Linked DNA regions of Zea mays: all the other regions are linked to region 1. A link is a contact called in public Hi-C data. All regions are on one chromosome and are shown on one strand. Each heading gives the region's core, a stretch centred on a gene start, on an enhancer-like site or on the middle of the called end of the contact. The rest is flanking DNA. Distances are from core to core; before and after follow the strand shown.

Region 1 (3,045 bases), core at 223-2,722:
GGGAGATGGTCATCGTTTGACAAAGCAGGAGTACAGTAATCTACAAGTACAGCACGCAACATGTGCATCCTGATCGCTCACATACTACAGTCTACAGCAGAACATGAGAGTAGCATAGCAGCGGAGGAGAGGAGTCCGCGGCAGCAGGTACTAGTACTATAGCAGGGAAAATTACAAGTCTTCAATAACACGCCCGCGCAATAAATAATGGTTCCATGAATGCAGAGTGGTTCCTGGTTGAAAAATCTGTGCAGATGATGGGGGAGGGATTCAATGAGGGAAGGAACGAAGCGGAGTTATAGGCTAGGGTGGGCCCCCCGTTCATCCATGTCCAACGCATTTCCTCCAAATCACACGCACGTTTATCAAACCACCTGATGCAAACATCCACCAAATCCATGCATCGAATAGAAATCTTCTTCCTCGCTTGTCTTGGTCTTTGCATTTGAATTGATTGCCTTCTCTGCACTCTCTTATGCTCTATGATCTGCTCTGTAAATACTCTATTGTACAATCTCGGTAGGGAGATTTACAGCACAGCTATCAAAACTGCTACATCAGCTTTTACGTAATTAACCCTGTTCCATCGTGATGAAACACACTTTCTCTTCTTTTATAATTAACATGCTAAGTAATTTAGTTTTTTTTTTGACGTGTCACGATTTTAAATACAAATGAAATCCTGATGGAACTTACACTGACACTAGCCTTAGTAGTGCTGTATAAGAACCAATATGAGTGAAACCTTTCCAATTTGAGGGTCATTTATGTTTTGAAACAGAAAACAGTTGTCAAAGTTATGTTTACAAGAGCGCATCGTTATCAAAAAAAAAAAAAAAAACGCCAAGTGCTTGTAAACAGGAGAAGGCATTTTTCAATAAAATAAAATAATAATTGCAAGTCTATCTGTGTGCTGTGCTAGCGCTACGTGCGCGCGTCAATTTGGTCCAACTGTTCCCAATAAATACACCTTGAATTGGTGGCAGTCTTTATCCCCGCCTTCAATTTCATCACATCCAAAAATGATATTAAAAAAAGGCTACTGCGGACGGTTCCCTCCTCTGAGAGGCAGAGGACAAGTTGGAGTACTGTATAATGATGAGGGGGTATGGATTGCTATATATTTGCTTTTCTGTAATCATGATCACGCGCCAACAAAATAGTTGCATGTAGCTTTTCCTGGAAAATCATCCCGGTTTTATTTTGTTCCTGTTTTTAATAAAATAGTCGAATCTACGTAAACGTAAGCGTCTGTGCATGAACTATTATTTGAAAAATTAATTTGAAATCAGAACGTGGACTTTCTAGGGGAACTGTGGAATGTGGAATTGAAAATAGAAACAAGCCTAGAGAAGAACTCCGAGGCGCGGGCCCAACAAAGTGTTTTCCTCAAATGGCCCAGAAAATGAAGCATCAACCAGCCCAACTAATAAGCAAACCTGCTTCTCTACACCACCCAAGGCCCAATAGAGTCCACGCGCCCTCATCTCCTCCCCAACCCGTTGTCCACTGCCTCCAGGCAAACCGGCAGCGCCGCCGCCGGCGATGACCACCGCGCGGCTCGTCTCAACATCCCCCGCCCGCCTACCCTCCACGTCGGCTTCCCCGATTCCCAGAACCTCGCTGTGTGTTGTCGGTCGTGCCCCTGCTTTCTCCGCTAGGGCGCTCGGCTTCTCGCTTCGTCTCAAGCCGTCGCCTGCCATGGCCGCCGCCGGCCCCCCTACCGCGCATGGAGACTCAATAGGTGGTTCGTGTGTTTCATACTGGAATTTTTTGCTCTCTGTGCAGCTTCGTGTTTGATTTGTTCCTCAGCTGTGCCCAGCACTTCATATTTCATATTTGTTCTTCTTTACGGTAGCTATTTCGACTGACTGTATTTATTCCAAGCACATTTTTTTAATGATTGCGTTCAAAATCTTCAGGATCTTCTAGGATTGGAGAGGTTAAGAGGGTGACCAAAGAGACAAATGTGCACGTGAAGATCAACCTTGATGGCACTGGTGTCGCCGAGTGTAGCACAGGGATACCGTTCTTGGATCACATGCTCGATGTGAGTAGTTTATCTGTGGTAATTAGGGAATCGGGGGCATTTTTATAGACATAATATACTTCTACTTCTTTTTCTTTGTGATTATTTGGTATGCATGGATGGGGAATGATAACAATAGACTTTTTTGTGCAAAAGGGGAGGCTCGTAGTTAACATGAAGCCATCTTGATCAAATCCATAAATTGGACTGATGGAGGCATCTTCTGAAAGGGAAAAAAAATCTTTTTGTGTAATGCAGTTAAGAAGATGTCTACTGCTCTTAGGTCAAGGAGATGTTTAAGAGGGCCAGTAGTACCATCACTTTTTTTTGAGAAAGTGATGTACTGTACATGGATGGAAAACTCTACCACTTTTCTAGTTCCACGTGTTGCTTGTGGTCACTATTGGGACTGTGCTATCAAGCAATTACTTGGCAAAATACCTGTTTCATTTTTCCATTTCATAGCATGATGCGATTTGTGGAGAGAGTGCTACTTCTCTTCCACCTAACAACTAATGTGGTGAGTGGGACGTATGCCTCTAACATAATTGACAAAAATGACTACTGTACGTGAGTAGCACTTGTGAACAAAAAAATAACTGTAAATACTAAAATACAACCATAGTCAGCATGCAAAATTCTTGTAAAAGATCGCCTATTTCCAACTTTCCATTATATTCCCTTGGGAAACATTTTTTAGGCTGCTATTCTTTAAATGGTCTCTATTCTATTTTACTCATGTCATACTCCCTCTGTTCCCTATCTTAAGGTCACAAAGGTTTGTCTTAAGTCAAAGTTTTGAAACTTTGACCAACAATATCTATAAAAACAATTATTTTTAAATTAAAAAAATATATATTGTGGCAGATGTTTTAATAATAAATGTAATAGTTTCATTTTTAGTTAGTCAATATTTATGAATATTTTGTTATTAACGGTCAAAGTTTTAAAACATTGACTTAGGACAAACCTTCGTGACCTTAAGATAGGGGACGGAGGGAGTATGATTTAAAGTA
Region 2 (3,045 bases), core at 357-2,856, 420 kb before region 1:
TTGACTAAGAGTGAACAAAAATAGTTGATCAATACAACTCACCAATAGATTATCTTCACTTAACGATTTCATCAGTTGTTTCTTAAAAGCCTCCAACTGCACAGAATGAACAATCTCTGGTAATTCGGGTAACTAGCAAAGTGCATTTTTTCATGTTGAATAGAAGTAGAGTCTGACAAACTTCATGCTGGTTAGAATTCCTTGCCAGGCTCATACATGTGACATCATTCAAGGAAATGGCAAATAACCAGTTTATGATTCATCAGTCACCAGAATCACAGACAAGTAATGTTCCGTTCGAAAATTTCAGTCAATTCCATAAAAAAAAACATCCAATTATTATAGTTCCTGCAACACTATGCCTGAAACTGCAACGTGACTGACAGTAAAGTAGTAACTGAACCTGTCCTGTTTTTATGCTATTTCTCTATTGAATCAGTTTCCATAAACCTGGCCTGACAATCTGATACCAATAACACCGTATTCAAAATTATTTACTACCAGCGGCCAGCGGGCTTCTCTAGAATCACATTAATCTGTCACGCAACCTCAATATCTGTAGTAAAATTATCTATTTTCCAACTACACAAAATCCGTAATTAAGACTGAAAGATATAAACCCCCTGCAGTATCACAATTTTGTACCCAGCCAAAGTTGAACCATCTGCCAGAGTAAAATAAAAATAAAAATAAATCTACTACTTCAAATCATCAAGAACAAATCAAAGGCTGTCTCTCTTTCATCACAGTAAGTCAGTAATGATAAAACATAAGACGTACTCTCCACTGCGATGCCGACTACACTACAATAAAACTGGCTCTTTGCACACTACCTACAAACAATGCTAGACATACGGACCATCCAAATTCATAATAATCAAATGCTTGTTTGTCCCATCTTTACCAAATGTCCAAAATCATGGCCACTGAAAAGCACATCTCTGATATACACAAGCAAACAACATTAAAAGAACAGAGTCTGGTGAAAGTCCCCAACAATTCCACTAACTGTACACTCGAAACACACCTCTACCCAAAATTTGCAGGCTTCACATAACAATCAATGCTGAAGCCAAAACCTGTAACCAGAATTGAGATGGGCCTAGGAAGCTAGTAAAGGCCATACCTTCGCCAAATTCCTGGTCAGCTTTTTGGTCGTCGCGGCGAGCGAGTCCCTTTCCTTCGCTAGCTTCGCCTGCGCGACAAAGGATCGTAGTCAAAGAAGCCAATCACAAATCATAATTCTACGGGGCAAAGGGAAGGGCGGGGAGCTTACGTTCTCGTCGAGAGCGGCGGCCAGGCGCGCGTCGGAGTCGGCGAGGCGGGCACGGAGCTCGGCCTCGGCGTGGTCGCGGTCGGCTAGGTCACGGCGGAGGCGCCCAGAGTCGGCCTCGAGGCGGGAGACGCGGGAGGTGATGGCCATGGAGGTGATCTTGCGCGCCACGTCCAGTTGCTCGTACGGGTCGGTGGGGATCACGGCCAGGATCTCGTCGGGAAGGTGAAAGTCTACGCCCGGCGCGGCCGCCGACGCCTCGTACCTCGCCATCGCCGGCGACGGGGCACGGGCGGTTACCTACCTGGCTACCTGGGTGGGTCACTTCTTGGTGGCGCTGGCGCTGGTCCCCGGCGTCGGGGAAGAATAGGAGTGGAAAATTAAGTTTTTTTTTTGTTGAAAATTTCTTGACGGATACCGACGCGGAGTCGCGGATGGACATGTGGTGCCTGGCGTATGCGTATACTGTTGGGTGCTCCATATCATTTTCCACTCATTGTTTCTCCTTTTATTCATTTGGATTTTCTTTGTACATTCTTTTGTTTCTTACATCCGTATTATTATTGGTGAGTTGGTAGGAGCTACACTCTATTCCTCCCATATGATCTAGAATGGCTAGCATTTTTCTCGTTTAGAAAGGTATGTGCTCGAAGCAATGCTAATATACGGAAAAAACACAATTAGAGCATTACCTGTTCTTTTTCATTTATCACATTTTAGTAAAAAAATAAAGTAGCCGACGATAAATATTCGAGAACGGATATTTATAAAACACTTATTATAGCTAGATATCCTCTTCTACCTTTTGTAGGCGACACTTGAACAGAAACTATAAACTTGTGTACTAAGAAAATCTTATTTATCCTCCAACTAATGCAGGGCGGACCCAAGTAGAGCCGAGTGCCGCACATTTTTTGTGTCAAGTACTAGAGTCTAAATTTTAACATGAGGTTCCCTACTCAGCCTAATTTAGATGCCACTGCTATGGTATTTTAGAGTTCATCCTTAGAAGCACATCCTAAGTCATATTTTGTACTAGGTTCGTCCCTGAAGTAACATACATATTGACGTACGGTTGGTACAGAGAATATGTGATGACTAGGTATCTATTCGGACTGGTTGAGCATAAAACTCCTGCTCACCAATTTATTCAGTCCCCAAGTGTCTATAACGTGCCATTGTGCCAAGGTAGAGAAAGAGCAAAAAAAAAAAACCTCTCACAGTAGTCTCACGGAGGTGTCTATCCATCTCTGCTGAGATGGCCTAGCACCAACCGTTGCAAGCGCGCCCTCACGGAGTAACGGGCCAGGCCCAGTTCGCGGCAGCCGCGGGCGCACATAGAGCAGAGCGCGTGCGGCAATCTAGTTCACGGGCACCAGCAGTTTTAGTACCACCTCGCTGCTTTAGGTCTGTTGCAGAACGTGGGAATAGCATATAAGGAGGACCTGGGCAGCCAAGAGAAGCCACGCAGCTGCGCGGTGCACACAGAGCGAACTATTCTTTCGCCTTTTACTAAAGAATACCGTGTGTGCGCCGCAAATAGCAGCATACGCCAATTTTTGAAGGGGATTTCCTTGTTGGAGAACCCCACAATTCAAATATAAGTTGTCTTTTGAAATTACAAAGTACTAGAGGAAGTATTAGAGGGGTTTTTTATTTCTTTGTCGTCCTAATTCCGAACTTATTTTTTTGAAAATTTGGTATCCAAATTTTAATTATTTCCAAGATCCTCGTTTTCAGTGGAAGTTTTGCTTAAAATCTAAATTCAAATA
Region 3 (3,045 bases), core at 251-2,750, 380 kb before region 1:
CGAGCACGGCGCACCCCAAGTGTGAAAAGAGAACATACATGCGTTATCATGGACACTGACCAAGCCACACACAAAAAAATCAGCAGGCAAACAAATTAGCCAGTGTGGTTGTGGGCTTGTGCCGCTGAAGGGAAGCATACGGTACAGACACAACGGTGACTTGAACTACTATCCTAGGTTAAGAATGAGCTAGGAATTGCGGGGAAAAGCTACCGAGCTTGAAATCGGAATACGAGCGGAGCACTCCTCGTTTCTCCGACGGGCAAGTGAGACACGGCCGTCTGCGCCGTCGAAGAGCAATGGTATGCGCCCAGCGGCGGCCGGCGATCCCTCGGCCATTTCGAGGTGGATTGGTGCGGAGCGGAAACAGCAGAGACCGGAGAAAATTTGCAACTTGCTAATGGGCTTGGCCCAACAAGAGTCCACAGCCGACAGCTACCCCGAGAAAACAAGCCCTCTGTACCGCAGAAATCTCATGCCAAAAAAGCTTAGTATTTGTTCTGAAATAATCTCATGCCAAAAAAAAGGGACAGCAAGCAGTTGGCGAAGGGACTATACATAGTACATAGTTTGAAGAAAAAAAAAGAGTGCAGGCCTTAGAGACGAGCTTTAGGCAGGCAGCACATACAGTTTAACGAGGTGAGTGAGGTTCCGCAGCTCCTCAGGTATGGGGCCAACTGCGTCCAGTGTGTTTATCTTCCTGCACCGCCACCGGCATCGGATGGGAAAAAAAATTGGTGAATCTGTCATGGAGAGAGAGATAGAGAAAGGGAGCGCGGCGGCGGCGGCGGCAGCTCTGGACTCACAGTCTAGTGACATGGCAGAGCGTGTTGTTTTGGTCGGAACAGTCGCACTTGATGGCCGGGTTGAACGCAGGGTTGTCGTCGATGGACGTGTCGTCCGTCGCGGCGCCGCTGCAGGGGTTCCCGCTGATGTTCCACGACGGCGGCGCGCTCAGCCTCAGCTTGCTCAGGATCGCGTTCACCGCCGCCGCTGTCCACAGAGCCAAGGCAAGCCTCTCTCTCATCGGCACACGAACAACCATCGCTATAGCTTACAGAGCACAGCTCTGTCGATCGAGTGGGGTACATGCATAATTGCATACCCTATTACATACGTACCTTCCACCGGATCAGTCTGAGGCGCCTGCTGCGCCTGGGCAGCCACCCTCCAAGAACTCAGCAGCAGCAGCAGCAAGAACAGCAGCACGGGGGAGGGAAAGCCATGGAGGAGGCCGCCGCCGCCGCCGACACTCAGCCTGGGCTTCCTCATCTCTCCCTGCCCGGAGCTTGCTTGCTCGATCGTCCCTTCTCTGCCTGCTCGCTCTGCTGCTCCTGCTTCTGCTCCCTTCAGATATCTCTGAAACAAGTGGGGGATCGAAATCGAGTTGTCGAACCGAACAGAAGAAATGGACAAACGTGTCACACTCACATGACAGCAGCTACATTTATATGGAATCGTGCAATGACGCAGCGAGTAGGGCCCGCACAGCGGTAGCCACTGCCACTTGGCCTATATGAAATTGGCGCCACCAAAAGGCAGCAGATACTCTGGCACGCTGGAGAGAAAGCCAGGGCACTGATCAAGCTCGTTAGGTGGTGATTATGGAATTAACTAGTCATGATGATGGTGGGTGGTGTGGTTTCACGTTGGGGCTCGTCATTGAACAGCTCGATTTAGGTTTTTAAAGAACCCAAGTTGAAGGGGACCTTATCTGAGCTGACAAGACACAGGTCCAATGAATCCAGTGGAACAATAGTTTAGACTCCCGCACTTTTGTTATTGTACAACGTCGACCTCCAATCTCCATTATATAGGGCGTTTTGTGACTTGACAACTTCCACTATACTATAAGCAAATGGTGGTAGTTTATGGGGTGTTTAAATGCACTAGAGTTAATAGTTAGTGGCTAAAATTAGTTAGAGACGTTCAAACACTCTATCTAATATTTCAGCTATCAACTATTTTTAATAAATTAGCTAGTAGTTATCTATTTGTTAGCCAGCTAATTCTACCATCAAATTTTTAGCTAACTAACTATTAGCTCTAGTGCATTTAAACATCCGCTTAGTTTTTTTTCTAATCGTACCAGTATAGTAGGTGCTAGCTAGGCGAAAATGATAAAAACGGTCAGAGTGGTTACATGCATGAGGTATAACACGTGGATACCTGCATTTCTTTCCTTTCGGCCGTACTGCCCAAGTGTGCCAACTTGACTTCAATCCCAACGTCGTCACCTGCCGTTGATTAATCGTTTTTTTCTTTGATCAGCTTAGAGAAAGGAGAAACTGGACGCCCGTTTGCCAGAAATTTCAACACGGAAACGAAGCCCTACGTCAGCGCGCAACGCAAACAACATGCGCCCGTCTCGCGTTAACTGTCACACGAAAGTCGTACTTGATCGACTCCCCCCATCCCTAAGGGCCTGTTCGTTTTTCACGGATTGAAGACCTGAAATAGTTCCTAACCGGATTGTTTCTCTAATTTATATAAGTTTTGATAGGTTGGAATAAATCCGGGTCCAATCCTAGAGAAACGAACGGGGCCTAAACATGTTCAAAAACTTCGAGCATGGGACACTTCTTTGTCATGCAAAATTTCGGGCTAACTATCTCTTTGACAGCATATTACACAGCACACGGAGGACTAGATTTTAAATAACAAGTATAAAACTAAGAGCACCAAATTAAGTGCAGATAAATACTAGTAATTCGGTTAGCTTTATCGTACCGATGCCGACATCCTACCCACCCAACCATGCATTCGTCTTACAGGCTCCTCGTATACATTCACCTCTACCATCTGCCTCAACACCGATAAGGAAGTCTCTTCTAACCGGCATGCGGCAATAATGTCACTCTCAAGAGAAAAAAACATATCATGTTATACAGTACCTCCGTTTTTTGAATATTTGTCGCTGGCTACTTTATTTTTAAACTAAAAGTCTAAAATGTGACAAATAAAAAAGGACAAAAGGAGTAAGTTGTACATATCGAATATCGGATGACCACGACGTAATAGAAAAATATTTAAATTTAGATATTA

The links. A called contact is a pair of places that touch in the nucleus more often than the background predicts.
Region 2: a contact with region 1 is called in a Hi-C map of tassel, with 2.0 times the contacts expected there. The contact joins the promoter of LOC100277416 here to the promoter of LOC100194281 in region 1. A contact is called at or near these places in 2 of 25 Hi-C or Micro-C datasets (ear and tassel).
Region 3: a Hi-C map of ear shows a contact between it and region 1, with 2.3 times the contacts expected there. The contact joins the enhancer-like site here to the promoter of LOC100194281 in region 1. A contact is called at or near these places in 2 of 25 Hi-C or Micro-C datasets (ear and tassel).

Annotation. Positions count from the first base shown.
Region 1 is chr2:9,991,299-9,994,343 of Zm-B73-REFERENCE-NAM-5.0, reverse strand. LOC100194281 (Imidazoleglycerol-phosphate dehydratase 1 chloroplastic) reads left to right here and starts at 1,472. Exons shown (of 8, transcript NM_001367084.1): 1 at 1,472-1,747; 2 at 1,923-2,050. The coding sequence starts at 1,546.
Region 2 is chr2:10,414,219-10,417,263 of Zm-B73-REFERENCE-NAM-5.0, reverse strand. LOC100277416 reads right to left here and starts at 1,606. Exons shown (of 10, transcript NM_001150981.2): 1 at 1,277-1,606; 2 at 1,127-1,195; 3 at 43-96. The coding sequence starts at 1,546. It overlaps LOC111590992 (U5 spliceosomal RNA), which reads left to right and starts at 2,743; the gene lies at 2,743-2,860.
Region 3 is chr2:10,372,141-10,375,185 of Zm-B73-REFERENCE-NAM-5.0, reverse strand. It overlaps the pseudogene LOC103645940. Among protein-coding and RNA genes, the nearest start is that of LOC103645941, 37 kb to the left of the region's middle. Within about 2 kb of position 1,500, at least 19 of the 20 cell types and tissues checked have an H3K27ac peak or open chromatin away from gene starts, as enhancers often do. A contact at or near this core is called in ear and tassel, where this site is marked.